2 separate regions of the Drosophila melanogaster genome follow, and region 2 is linked to region 1. A link is a contact called in public Hi-C data. All regions are on one chromosome and are shown on one strand. The core of a region is the stretch at or near the end of the contact, and the rest is flanking DNA. Distances in the headings are between cores, read along the strand shown. Region 1 holds the start of tau (tau,). Region 2 holds the start of ALiX (ALG-2 interacting protein X).

Evidence for each region. Hi-C and Micro-C count contacts between places; a contact is called where the count stands out from the background.
Region 2: a contact with region 1 is called in a Hi-C map of the Kc167 cell line, with 2.5 times the contacts expected there. A contact is called at or near these places in 10 of 107 Hi-C or Micro-C datasets (the Clone 8 cell line, the Kc167 cell line, the OSC cell line and 4 more).

What each region holds. Positions count from the first base shown.
Region 1 is chr3R:27,652,671-27,659,427 of dm6, forward strand. It overlaps tau (tau,), which reads right to left and starts at 4,144. Exons shown (of 6, transcript NM_001300636.1): 1 at 3,536-4,144. The coding sequence starts at 3,779. Mlc1 (Myosin alkali light chain 1) reads right to left here. Exons shown (of 6, transcript NM_001300640.1): 3 at 5,946-6,251; 4 at 5,799-5,885; 5 at 5,397-5,443; 6 at 4,408-5,285. The coding sequence ends at 5,400. It overlaps RpS10a (Ribosomal protein S10a), which reads left to right and starts at 90. Exons shown (of 1, transcript NM_143319.4): 1 at 90-693. The coding sequence starts at 166. The coding sequence ends at 657.
Region 2 is chr3R:27,697,542-27,704,298 of dm6, forward strand. ALiX (ALG-2 interacting protein X) reads right to left here and starts at 2,569. Exons shown (of 6, transcript NM_143325.4): 1 at 2,227-2,569; 2 at 1,894-2,012; 3 at 1,545-1,826; 4 at 1-1,189. The coding sequence starts at 2,438. btz (barentsz) reads left to right here and starts at 2,823. Exons shown (of 2, transcript NM_001276099.1): 1 at 2,823-2,984; 2 at 3,058-5,904. The coding sequence starts at 3,107. The coding sequence ends at 5,527. It overlaps CROT (Carnitine O-octanoyltransferase), which reads right to left. Exons shown (of 6, transcript NM_170352.3): 5 at 6,372-6,757; 6 at 5,838-6,315. The coding sequence ends at 6,183.

The DNA of each region.
Region 1 (6,757 bases), core at 2,894-5,393:
TCAAATTATGAAAAACTTATTGGTGCTTGCCAATACCAATAGGTAGTGCTCAAAAACGTGAGGAATGAATGAAAGAAGTTTCGGTAAATACTAATTTAAGCTGGCCACACTAAGCTCCATCTTCATTTTCTGCGAATTTTTCGAATTAAATCAGACTATTTCAAGATGTTCATTCCAAAAGCCAATCGTGTCGCCATCTACGAGTACCTCTTCAAGGAGGGTGTGCTCGTGGCCAAGAAGGACTCGCCCATCCAGAAGCACTCCGAACTGGATAAGATTCCCAATCTGCAAGTCATCAAGGTGATGCAGTCGCTGAACTCACGTGGCTGGGTCAAGGAGCAGTTTGCCTGGCGCCACTTCTACTGGTTGCTGACCAACGAGGGCATCGAGGAACTGCGCCGCTATCTGCACTTGCCCCCGGAGATTGTGCCCTCCACTTTGACGCAAACTACTCGATCGAACGCAGTGCGTCCGCGCGGAGGACCAGGAGGACCCGGAGGAGGATTCGGAGGCGCCTCCAAAACCGATGACGACAGATCGAACTACAGACGCGGTCCAGGCGCATATGGAATGGACAAGAAAGGCGATGTGGGTGCCGGAACCGGACGGGTCGAATATCGTGGCGGTTTCGGTCGTGCTTCTCGCTACGACAATTAAAATAATGGAAAAATATAGTTGTTGCATAAAAACGATATAAGCACCTTTTTTTACATTCATACATATGCGTTCTAAAAGTGTTTATTCCTTGTGTCAATTAGTTTTGAAATGCATTTCGCAGGTAAAAGAGTTTTATAGTTTGCTAGTATAATAAGTAACATATTCCTATATTCCCAAGTTGACATCGACACCTTATCAATTAATCAAGATCCAAAATTTATGGCTATATTGACTAGGACCTCAGGTGGCGCGTATTTCGTGTCGCACATGGCCGTATTTATGTTCGAACTGGCAGGCGGTTTGGTAACTTTAACATTTGTATTTTTGACGCACTTCGATTATTGATTGCCTGCCACAAAATGTGGCAATTGTCAGTGCGGCAGCCGCACGCACGAAACGTCGACCAAAACGGGCTGGTATACCAAATATGGACTTGGTCACAACTTCCAGCAGAACAACAAATTATGCGGCGTCTGCCCAAAGCGGTGTAAGCCAACTGGGATGGGAATTGGTAATGGAATTGGGCTTGCATTGAATTGGATTGGGTAACCCACCCAGGCTAAAGACTCCCGCCCCCCCTCTCCTACTGAAGAAAGTGAAAACTGTCTTGGAAAATCGGGCAGATTCCAAAGCAAGTTCCCTGGCCGAGTTTATTGAACTGAAATTGGATTGGAGGTGCCAACGCTCCGTAGCCATTTGACAACTCTTTTGTGGCTTTAATTAGAGGGCAACACGGATCCACGGGGATTTGCATGTCGCGTGTCTAGCGACACTTTACTCAGCGGAAAAACAATTAGGCAAACACCCGAGCTAAGGCAGTACTTTATTAATATTCCGTTGCCAACTTTATTGATCAAACTTTTAATTTTGAAATTAATTAATCGAGCACCAACTTTGCCGCATTCCCAGATGCATTCATCAGATAAACAATGCATTAACAACTTAGTGGCTACCAGTCAAGAAATTAGCCATAAGGCAGACTGCTCGCCTGATAAGTGGACACAAATTCTTGAATCAGACCAATTAATTAATCATTAAGACCATATGGACAGGCCATGCGTATCCCAAAATCACAAAATCAGAAGCCAAAATTCAAATGCGTCTTGCTCGAATAGTTTGCGCATGGGTGTGCCCCACAAATATGGCTCCAAATATTTGGTAATTGTTTCACAAAGCGGAAACCTTAACAATTAGCAGAGTTTTAAAGGCATTTCGGTTAAGAAAAAGGTATCTACGAAAAACTGGCACACGCCCCCAATAGGAAAAACCAAAGACCGAGAGAGAGAGAGAGGAAAATCAATTGCAGCGCCAACAACTGCAAATGAGAAACGAGACTGGCAGCGTTTTGTGATAATTGAAAAGCCACCGCGAAATGGGTGACAGAAATTGCAGCGATTCTGGGCTATTTATAAAATCGCTGAGTGCAGTATGCATTTGTTTGTTTTCAATTGAGCAGCATTACGTCACACGATTATAATTATTATTTTTGGTATAAAATATGAAAGTAAGTGCAGATCAATCAGGTTGAAAGAAAGTCTTATCAATACGAGTACATATGTATGTATAATCTAGATCTGTGGTGACTTCATGTAGATGACATCTCTGATAGTAATCAACGACGATATTTTTACTTTTATTATTAGCACTAAACAAAGCTACAGCAGCGGAGCATTGTTATTGTTTTTATTTAGCAGAGCCGGTTTGCTCTTGACTCGAACACACTTGATTTAATATTCACACGGCGCGAGGCAGGGGTGTATCTTTTCGCTGCACACACATCGCACTGCCCTAATGAAGTCAACTGTTAGTTTAGAGGATAGTTCGCATTGGTGCCACGTCGCAGGCGGAATACCCTATTCAACAGGAAATTCAATATTTAGTTTAGCCAGCTGATGCTCGAGAACTCTGCAGACTGAACGACCACGAATGAAAAGGTACACGCAGCTCGATTTAAAACGAGGTCAAATGCAGAGCAACCACAGCAGCAGTGCACTCAGAAAAAATAAATGTAACTTAATATACTTCATGTTTTGGCAAACCCATATTTTTTTAAACTTAAAAGGATTTTCAGATTAGTCTTAGAAAAGATTTAACGTTGGATTTCTTTTTATAAGCTATGTGCAAGTGCAGAGATAATCCTTTTGTGAGTGCACGAGCTCGAATTGCTGATAACTTTTATCGCAGTCGGCCATATCGGTATCTCTCTAGAAATATATGTATGTATATTGTGTATCTGATAGATACACACTTGCACCTAGCCGATGCCAAGGCATCGGGCATCAAGAACAATTAAAAGCTGCACTCGGCCGTCGTGTGGGTGGTTGATGGCTTGCCACAGTTGCAGGTCATTAAACCGAGAGCTGGGATACCACAATGCACAATGCAGCCACAACTTCCACATCCTGCCGGCAGTCGAGCCCCCCTTTGAGCTGCGCCCCAAAAGCCGTAAACTTGCCGGTCTAAGCGGTTACTCAAACAGATCAAACACACACAGAGCGCTGAACCGGCCAAATCTATTTGCATAATGTGGCGGGCATGACGTGAGTCTTATGGCCTGCATGCTCGCCTGACATAACCATCAATGTCCTGGGGTGTGCCGGCAATATAATTTGCCTAATTGAGCCATAGCCATCGCTATCACCGCTGCAACTGGGCTACGGAGGCGTGCCTTGAACTTTCCTAATTGATTTTCTAAAGCACACGCGGCGTATGCGTAATGCGCTGTGAAGTCACTTTTACTTACTAAATTCAGGTAAATACCACATAACTGCACACATAGCAAGGTAGTTATATGTTTTGACACTTAACTAATAATAATTTCTATATATATGGTTTAATCTGAACCATTTCTTTTCTGTGTATCTTGCAACGCCCTCACCTTTTTGATCCTGATTAGCCCTCGCATTTGCTGGCTTCTGTTGCAGTTGCTGTTGTTGCGGCTGCTGCTGCTGCAGCTGATGGGGTGGTGGTTGTTGCTGCTGCGGTGGTGCTGGTGGTGCGGCATTTGCTGCTGCTGCTGCTGCTGCTTCCTGTTGCAGCTGCTGGTGGGGCAGCGGTGGGTGGGGGTCGCCTAGTGGTGGCACAGCATCCAGCAGTGAGCTTTTCTCCAGGACATCCGCCATATTGAAAGTCGAACGAGTGTGTGTGTGGTGTGTCTGTATTTGTTGCACTCACGGGAAAACTCGAAAAGGACTACAGATCTGTCGGTATTTTTCCTGTGTGTGTGTGTGTGTATCTTTGGGCTAGTCCTTTTCACTTGGAATAATATATTTTGGGTTCACTTTCGATTCGAGAAATGCTCGCGGAAATATATTTTGAAACGGCGTAAATGACAATATTTATATTTTGACTTGGCGCACTCACGCTCACTTACTTCACTGGCACTCTGCTAATTTATTTGGATTTTTGCTGGTGCAAATTTTTAAAAAAAGCGAGACAGCTCCCGCTCGGTCGGCTTGTCGGTTTGTTATCTCGATTTCAACTGATTCGTAGTCGTCGTATTTAACCGAAACTTTTCTGACACTTTTTTGATTCGACGTCGACGCAAAAGCTCAGCGGAATCTCAACCCCCAAGCTATTTTTGTGATTAGTTTATAATTGTTATTGTTGACTAGACGAGGAAGGTAGATACCAGGATGCGGGTATTTCCACCCCTTCTTACACTTACTATTTTAATATAATAAATAAATAATAATTACGAAAGTAGAGACAAAAACCATATTAACCAAGCTCTAAGCTTAACAAACATTTCGAAAGCTCTCTCTCGTTGAGAAAAAGCGAAAACGACATTTTAGTACACGGTATTTTAGTCTTTCGCCTGCTTCTCGTTGGTGGTTTGTGTCTCAGCTGAAGTATTGCAGTCTGCGGCGAAAATATCTAGATATTTCTTTGTGGATTCAGTATAAGATTTTTAAACTTTCTCTATTACTTTTAGTTTATTAAACAAGTCAGCCACATCTTGTATTAATATTGGCTGCCTATATAGCATAATCCCAAATTTTCCACCACCCTGATCTTCTTTTATATTGATTGTGCAACACCTCATCGGCCGCACAATTATTCTTAGTGTTTATTTAAATACATTTGACTTATTTCACTTTCACACATTCACTTGGTAAATTGAGAACGCAAAAAGGCCACAATTTACACATTTGGCGTTTTGCTAACTGCCCTTTTTGGACGCTTTCGGATGTTGAATTTGCCTAAACATTATATTATTTGCTATTTGGTTTATTCACGTCTCATATAAAATAATCATTAACTATTGCTTTGCTTTTGGCTGAACCAACAAAATAATTCATAACAAAATAATGTGCACAAAACTTTGAATATTTTTCAGTTTTTTTGTTTTCGTTATTTTATAATTTAAATTTTTTTATTTTTTAAAAAATAATATTATCTTGAAGTTCAATTTTGCAGTTGTAGTAGCAGAAGTAATTTTTAATTAAAATAATATACGAGAGAGATAGAGAGAGTTAGCGATGAATATAACATCTATGGAGAATGGTTGTCGCTAAAAGTTTGTTGGTGTTGTTGTTGTTGTTGTTGTTGTTTGTTGGTTGTTGTTGAAGCTGTTGTTTTCAACTATTTTAGCTGATCTGGTCTGTCACACATTCTGGCGAGGAATGCTGTGGAGTAGACGAAGAAAAGGGCCATATTAGCAAGGTATTCCCCAAATTTGTTGGACAAGTAGACATCCAGAGATCGGCGAAGTGGCCATGGGCTCCATCCCTACTTACTGTTTAGTCGAAGACGACAGGATCGCTCATCAGGCGCTGGACGAACTCTGTTTTCATTCAATTTCAAGTGGATCGGCGACAAACGGCGGGTAAACAAGACGCAATCACCGTGCAGAGACCATACGTTTGACATTCGGGAGTTGGTCGGTTTTTTTTTTTTTTTGCGAGTGTAGTGTTGGAGGAATGGACACGCAAACATGGATACACGCATACACATATTTTTAGGTTTGTTGGTGTTTTTCAGGTCGAGTTGGTGGTACAAAGTGCACAGTGCAGAATGGTGGGGATTTTTTTGGTTTGTGCGCAGACAAAGAGTGACATGTGGAATAGACAAACGGCGTTTACAAATCGTATATGCACAAAAAACATTAGATGAGTATCGTCCATTGAACGAATACTTACGAGAGTAGGGGATAAATCCTTCATCATCCTCGGGATCCATGCAGTCAGCGAACAGGGTCTCCACCTGCTCGTCATCCAAGCTCTCACCTGTAATGCACACAATGATTTAGAGGGATATCCCAGGATATATGCATGTTGATTACTCACCAAGCGCCAGCAGGGCGTGCTGCAGCTCAGCCAGCAGCATGGTGCCGTTCTCCTCCTTGTCGTAGAGCTTCAAGCACTCAATGAAGTCCTCGTAGCAGCCCTGCTCCTTCTCCTTCTTGACCTGTGAGTAGATGGGCAGGAACTCATCCAGCTTGATCTTCTTCTCGTTGCGCTTCTTGGTGCCGCCCAATTTCTCGATCAGCGCCAAGGTGGGGTTCAAGTTCAGAGCGCGGAGGGCATCACCTAGGTCGACGGCATCAATGCCCTCACCGGGGGAGCCCATGACTTCGAAAACGAATTCGACATCTGCGCAAAAGGAACTCGATTAGCATTTACATCTTCATGTTCATGTTAGTCGATCAAACGTAAATCCCATCAAATTTTTGTTTTTATTCGTTTCATTTTATTATGCTGCCTCATTAATTGTTTTTAAAAATACTTTAGCAGAGGTGGGTGTTGACCACCCTTTTTATTTTCGAAAACGGGGTCGATGTGGTAACCCTGAAATTTCTGGTACGCACATTTTTGGTCATCATGAAAATCTTGACATGGCTGCTGGGCATTGCCTACTTAGTGTGTGAGTGTATGCGTGAGTGCGGATCTGGGAGAGTTGCCAGCCCCGAGAACACACTACGTATACGTAATCCGACACCCGAACCGAACGCCTTCGCCCTCGTCTGCGCTATATACACAGTATATAGGCGTATATACACACACAAAGTCGCATAGTTTGCTCATCTCTTTCGCTGTGCGTTTGATCGAAAATAAATCTAAAGAAATAACTTGGCCAAAATTAGATCTCTAAACGAGAA
Region 2 (6,757 bases), core at 1,319-3,818, 43 kb after region 1:
AGGGCGGGCTCGTCAATAGCGCCATCCTTCTGCAGGGCAATCAAAAACTCGTCCTTCATGTTGAAAGTGGCACCTTTCAGCTCGGACTCAATGGCCTCACGCTCCGCCTTAATGGTCTCCACGTCGTCCATCAGCTTCTTAAGACGCTGCACGCTGGAGCAGTTTGGGTCCACACTGCCACTGGCCGAGGGCAGAGACTGTTGGATTTGATCGGGTGGCAAGGACAAGAGTTGGATGCCCTTCTGGTTGGCCTCAAACTTCTGGCGAACCACCTTGTCGGCTTCGATGGCATTGGTGATGACTTCGCGATACTTTTTCGCGTTGGTGCGGAACATCTCTGTTAGCTTGTCGGAGCTGATGCGAGTCCAACGATCCTTGAACTGCGCCCGCAACTGGTTATCGGAGTCGCGTTCTTCGTCCAAGAGCCGCTCGGTTTCGTCGAGGATCTCGCGGTTGCGGTTCAGAAGCTCGGGAAGATCCTTAAGCATCGTCTGCACATTTTCAATGCCCCCCTTCTGGCGAACTTCATTGGCCTTTTCCTTTAGCGACGGCGGAAGCCCACTGTTGCCATCGGCTGTCTCCACGGCCGCTGGAAGATTCAAGCTGGCCAAAACAGCATTCAGAGTCTGGGTGGCTTCACGCAACTTCATGATCTCCACGTTGACGATCTCATTGCGGCGCATATCGGAGGCGGTCAGAGCACGATGAAGCTCCACGGGCACTAGGCTGCTGAATATATCCTTAAAATTTTCAGCCAAGGGGACAGCAATGGGCAGTGGCTTGGCCAACTGGGCTTTTCCAGGAGAGGTCAAGGTGCTCAGCTCTGGTATGATCTCGTTGTAGATGAACTCGTTGTCCTTGGTGGACTCGGTCAAGTTGCGCTTGGCGCGGCTGAAGTATTCATCCAAGTAGGTCTCATTTCCGCTACGCGTCTGAGCCGCCTTGAAAAGATCAATGGCGTTGCGCAAGCGAGCAATCTCCTCGCCAATCTTCTTGGCGGCACGGCACACCAGACTCTGGTACAACTGGGTGAGGGCATGGAAGCCGGCCTGCTTTCCAGCAATAGTAGGTATCCACTCCTTCTCCCACAGGCTGCGCACAGACTCCTTTTGCATAGCGCGCAGCACATCGGCGTAAGACTCCTCCGCCTGGCAGCAAAGCTTGGCGATGATCTGGTCCTTCAAGTTATCTGCCGGAATGTAAATACTTGAACATGTTAACCTCGATTCATAGCGGAATGTGTTTCCATTACTCTAGAGCCATTGATTGGTACATTATTTTTGTTGAATGGAATGATTCATTTCAATCGTTCTTATCATATAATTTCAAAGGAAATAACTGGGTAATGTCCCCACGTATCAAAAGTAATATCTTCGGATAAGCTTTGTCCGAAAAATATTGCATTGAGTGCTTTTATTGTATGCCAAAGACGCTTTTACCTGATAAAATAGTTTATCGCCCAATGTAAACAACTAAATTTTGCTCATAGATAAGCATTTAAATGTGAACGGTGTTCGTGCTCTTTGTGAATTAATTTTACATACCCTTAATTGCCTTCAGAATGAAAACCTCCTGCGCTTGGGCGACCATCAGAGCCTGCAGCACGGTTAGCGTATCCTGGCTGAGATCGGGCGTGGGTTCCGAGGGCACTGCCGCTGGCGTCGCTCCCTTCAAATACTGAAAGATGCCGGCGCTCTGCTGGAGCAGTTTGATGGTCAGCTTAAGGCCGTCATCCGAATCCAGGGACTGGTTGGCAGCGATGTTGCTCTGCAGGGCGGCAATGTTGAAGAGCACACAGACCTTCTCGTAAAGCAAGGAGGTGTGAGCTGTGGATGGTGGATGCCGTTGGGTTAGTGGTGAAATATACTTGGCACATGGCAATGAATCACTCACTCAGGCTGATCTTGCCGCCGAAAATGGAGCCCTTGTCGAAGGCATCCTTCCACTTAAAGGGTATCTGAAGTTCGCTAACCGATATCTTGGTCTCCAGCGCACAAATCTGGTCATAATAGCTGGAAATACAGAGCAGGCAACAAAACCCGGAGGCAAAACATTTAGTTAACGACTACGTCATCCGAGAGCTTGTTTACGTCTGACCACCACACCAATACAGAAGCACCAGGTGGAATCGAATCGAATGGAATGGGTGTGATTAGCTGCCCCGTTGTGCGGGTGACTCATCGGGAGATTCCCGGAAGAAGGCCACAAAGACATGGTGGTACTTACGCGTACACAATCTCCAGCGAAGCCTCGTACTTTTCAAAGAATTTCCAAATTGCCGTATTGCGTTGTTTCGAAAATTCGTTGACGGCCTCTCCGTACTTGCCCTTCTCCTCCTCCGACGCACCGTTGTAGGTGCTCTGGATGAGATTGTTCAGCGGCTTGATCACATCCACCTCCGACGGCTTCTTCAGCGGCACGCCCAGAAACTTCGACATCTTTTCCTGTTCTGCGGAGTCTGCTTCTTGTCCGACTTCTGATTCCAAGTGATATTAATTAATCGTCTGTCGCTCTATTCGAACTCCGCTTTACGCTCTCTTTCCTTCCCCTACAACAGCTGGCCAGCGATGTCCAGCCGTCGATACCGTTTTCGATAGCCACTAAAGAAATACTAAGGATTTAGTTCTATACTTCAAAGGTGAATTTTTGTCAAAGATACTTAATATTGTAAACTATTAAAAAAAAGTAATAGAATATTTTTTCTATGTTCTATGTTCTATATGTTTTTTATTACTAACATGAACCGGTAACTACCAGAGCTGCCACTATTTCAATACGTATGCACATTGCTACGTTTCTCGCCCTGTCGTTACGTTTTCAACAGTGTGGCATCTCTGCGGCGAGAGAAAGGTAACCCTAGACTTTCTATTTTCTGATTGCGTTGTTGTCGAGAAAATTGTGCGAAATTATTGGTTTTTTCTTAGAATTTACCGTAACAAGAAGCACGCTTACTAGAGTAGTTAGGCCTTGTCAAGAATTCGCACGTGAGTTGATATACGGAGCCCTGGCTTGGATATCCCAGTGACACCTAGAATCCCGTTCTATGTCATTCCGCAGAAGAAGCAGCAGCAGCAGTAGCGAGGCAGAAAACCGAAGAGACCCCGCGATGGCCGAAGTGGAGAAACCAACGGCGGCCACGCCCCCGACCGACATCCCCCAGGCCACGGCTGCACCTGCCAGCGAGGCGCCAGTGGCTGTAACGCCCACAGCGGATACCACCGTGGACGTCGAGCCGGGCACCTCGCCCACCCAGGAGCCCAACTCCAATTCGCATCCGCACGACTCCGAGTACGACACGGCCAGTGATCTGGAGGGCGGAGAGGACTATGACGACGAGGAGAGTGCCAGCGGCAGCGCCAGTGGCAGTGGGAGCGAGGAGGAATCTGAGACGGACGACGAGGACGATGAGGTGGGCAGCGAAACGGACGATGGCGAAGGGGAGCAGGCGATGGACCGCTCCGTCGCAGACAGTGAGGCCCAGAAGAAGGTGGACGAGGATCGCAGCAATCCGCAGTACATCCCAAAGCGGGGCACTTTCTACGAGCACGACGATCGGACGGCGGAGACCGAGGGAGAAATCCTGATCGAACCCGAAAACGGTGCTGGCCAGGCGGCGGCGGAGCCAAATGGCGAACTCAATGGACTTGCGGCCGCCGGTGCCACGCCGACTGGCCAAACGCCACAGATCTCACAGGCATCGAAGACCATGCGAAAATGGCAACCAGCTTCAGGCGGTGATCGCTGGTCTCACGATCGATTCGAGGCCACGGAGCAGGCTCCCAAATCCCGTGCAGAGTTGCTGCAAACATACGGCTACGACATTAGAAACGAGGACGCACCACCCAGAGCCAGACGTCGCCGGCGATATACGCGTGGGCCTAGTAAATACTCAAGAAACTGGGAGGACGAGCAGGCCTACCTCAAAGCCAGCAATAAGGAGCGCAAGCCGCCGCGGCCACAGGACTTCCCGGCGCTCAACGAAAGAAAGCCACGTGGTCCACGAACATCATCCTCGCGTGAGGAAAAGGAAAACCGACGGTCCGTCGCTGCTGAAGGCTTGGTTCCAGAGAAGCAACAGCCCTTGGCCAGTAGCTCCAATCCACACAGATCCCAGGAGCGTGAACGTGAGAGGGAAAGGGAGCGGGAACGCGATCGAGAGCCCAAGAATCGCAACTTCGGGCGGATGAACGGCGGCCCCGGACGTCAGAATGGCATGGAATTTAAGAAGAACAACCGTGGACAGCAGCTAAGAGAGCGGGAGCGGGGGCCAGACCAACTGGACAACCGTAACCAGAAGCCATCCACTCCACGCTCCAACCAACAACAACAGCCGCAGCAGCAACCTCATCATCAGCAACAGCCACAGCAGCAACGACAGCCGTCCCAGCCGCAGCAGTCTCCACAGACGCCGCTTTCCACGTCGAACCTTTCGCAGCGGCTCCAGCAGGTGCAGCAACGCAATGATCCCAGCCATGTGGGCAGTGTCCAGATGCATTCTCTGGCTAGCCAAAATCAGGCGCCTCAGCAGCAGCAGCAGCAGCCACTGCATCAGGAACAACGAAATGCGCCCAAGCGCTACTCCAGCTTGCGTCGCTCACAGCAGGAGGCATCACAGCACTTGGCTGAGCAGCAGCAACAGCAGATGCAGCAGCAGTTGCATCTTCAACAGCAACAGCAGCAGCAACAATCGCAGATCATGATTCAGGACCCCCATGTTCTGATGCAGATCGCCTATCAGCAACAGGAGCTGCAGGCCCAACTGCAGACCATGCAACTTGGACCACCTACTGCCGCAGGAGCAGTTCCAACACCACCAAAGCCACATGCCCCGCCGGCAGCCGCATATCCGCAAGCACAGGCGGCACCGTACTATGTGACCGGAACGGAGCCAGTTCCAGTGCCCGTTCCCCAGGCACCGTATGTTAATCCGGCTAGTGCCGCTTACTTGCCAACCACTCCGGCTGCCGTGGCGTACGCCCAAGCAGGGCCTCCGGTTGTAACACAACCCACACCGCCGCCCGCTCAGGCGCCGCCCGCAACGCAGCCGGCTCAGCCGTATCAGAACTACAACACGGTCGGTGGCACAACCTACTTTGTACCGCCGGCTCAAACCACTAGCCGACCAAGTGCTCTGCCCCAGCGTCGTCCCACCAACGCGATTCCCATTCTCCCGCCCTCCGAAAAGCATAAGGTCAAGGGTGGAGCGAAGGAGGAGGGCATCTCGGACAACATAGATCACATCATTGACAACATGTTCGTGCAGCGACCTTCGGCCTTCCAGGCTACCGGCGAAGGCGCAACTCCAGGTGGGGGAACAAAGGAAGAGGCGGCAGCCACTCCACCGGCTGCCGAGCAGAACCTTCAGCCAGTTCCGGCCACTGGGCAGGAATGAGTGCAGGCGTACGCCGGCTTGCCGCCACAGCAGCAGCAGAGACGAGGCCAACGGATAGCGCCGCCGCCCTCCTCCGGCTACTCAATGCTGCAGCCGCACGCTGGCTACTATCGACCTCCGCCCCCGCCGCACTAGTGCGGACAGCCCAGCTCCTAACTCAACTCATACGATTTTTTTTCCCCCATTCTGTCCTTGGGTCTGCGACTCAAAAAGTACTGCATAAATAAAGAAACGCAGTGAGAACCACTTGTAATTAGCATTTAGCTCCCAGATAATCGAAATTACTAACGAAAAGTTTTCGTATATAGACGATTATATATATATATATTGTAATCCGGCGCAAGCTCCAATTAATTTGTACGTAGTATCTAGGGCCGGCTAACGTATTGAAGCGGCTGGGCGCTTAGCTTATTTAGCCGCATTTTAGAATTGAAACACAAGAATTACCGAGAGAAATGTATTTGCAAAAACTAATCGATCATTGAATTTAAATAAACGTTTAACACGAAGTTACAAATGCTGCACACCCTTTCTGTCAAACTACAAACTACCAACGAAGTCTGCGTTTTCACTTAGTTTCCGGTGAAAGGTGGGTTGAACTAGGGATCCAATTTCAAATAAAAAATATTTAAATTCGACTGTTCGTTAAAATCTAGGTAATTGTGCTAATTGAAACAAAATGGAAAGAAAAACCAAAAATCTACTTTCTGATTGGAACTAAAAATGAGAACTGAATTTCAATGACGACATAAAGTAAGATTAGATCTTTTCTTAATACTAGATGAGCTTTTCATAGCTTGGATTCCTTGGCCAATTGTTCCAGGAGAACGCTGATGCGGCGGAATGAGTCCTTGAAAATGTCGTTGAACTTGCGAGCGCTTGTCTTTAGGCTATCCCGATAGGCGGTGGTATTAATGAACACACTAGAATGTACGAAATTAAAGAACAATTCAAGATAATGGAGGAGTGTCTAGCTTACGCTTCCGAGGTGATGGAGTAAAAGACGCCATAGCCATCGAAGACCATGGGCGCCACGAAACCAACGTTGGCCGTGAAGCCCAGCGTGCTGGACGAGAGCACAAAGTTACCTCCTCCGCCGCTCTTGGTGTACATCGGATCGTCGTAGAAGGCGGGAATGTCCATTTTGCTTTCATACGCCGCGCACCACAGGCCAAACAAGTGCCTATCGATGCCGTGTCCCTTGCGCGCCTCGTTCATGAAGTGCTTGTGCTCATCGACTGCCCTACGGAACGCCCTGGCCAGTGACATATCGCCAACCTGCTTGTTGGATGACGCCCTCAGGAATTCAGCCACAGCGGAAGTGCATGATCGCAGGGTCTCTGTTCGTCCATTGTAGTACTGTCG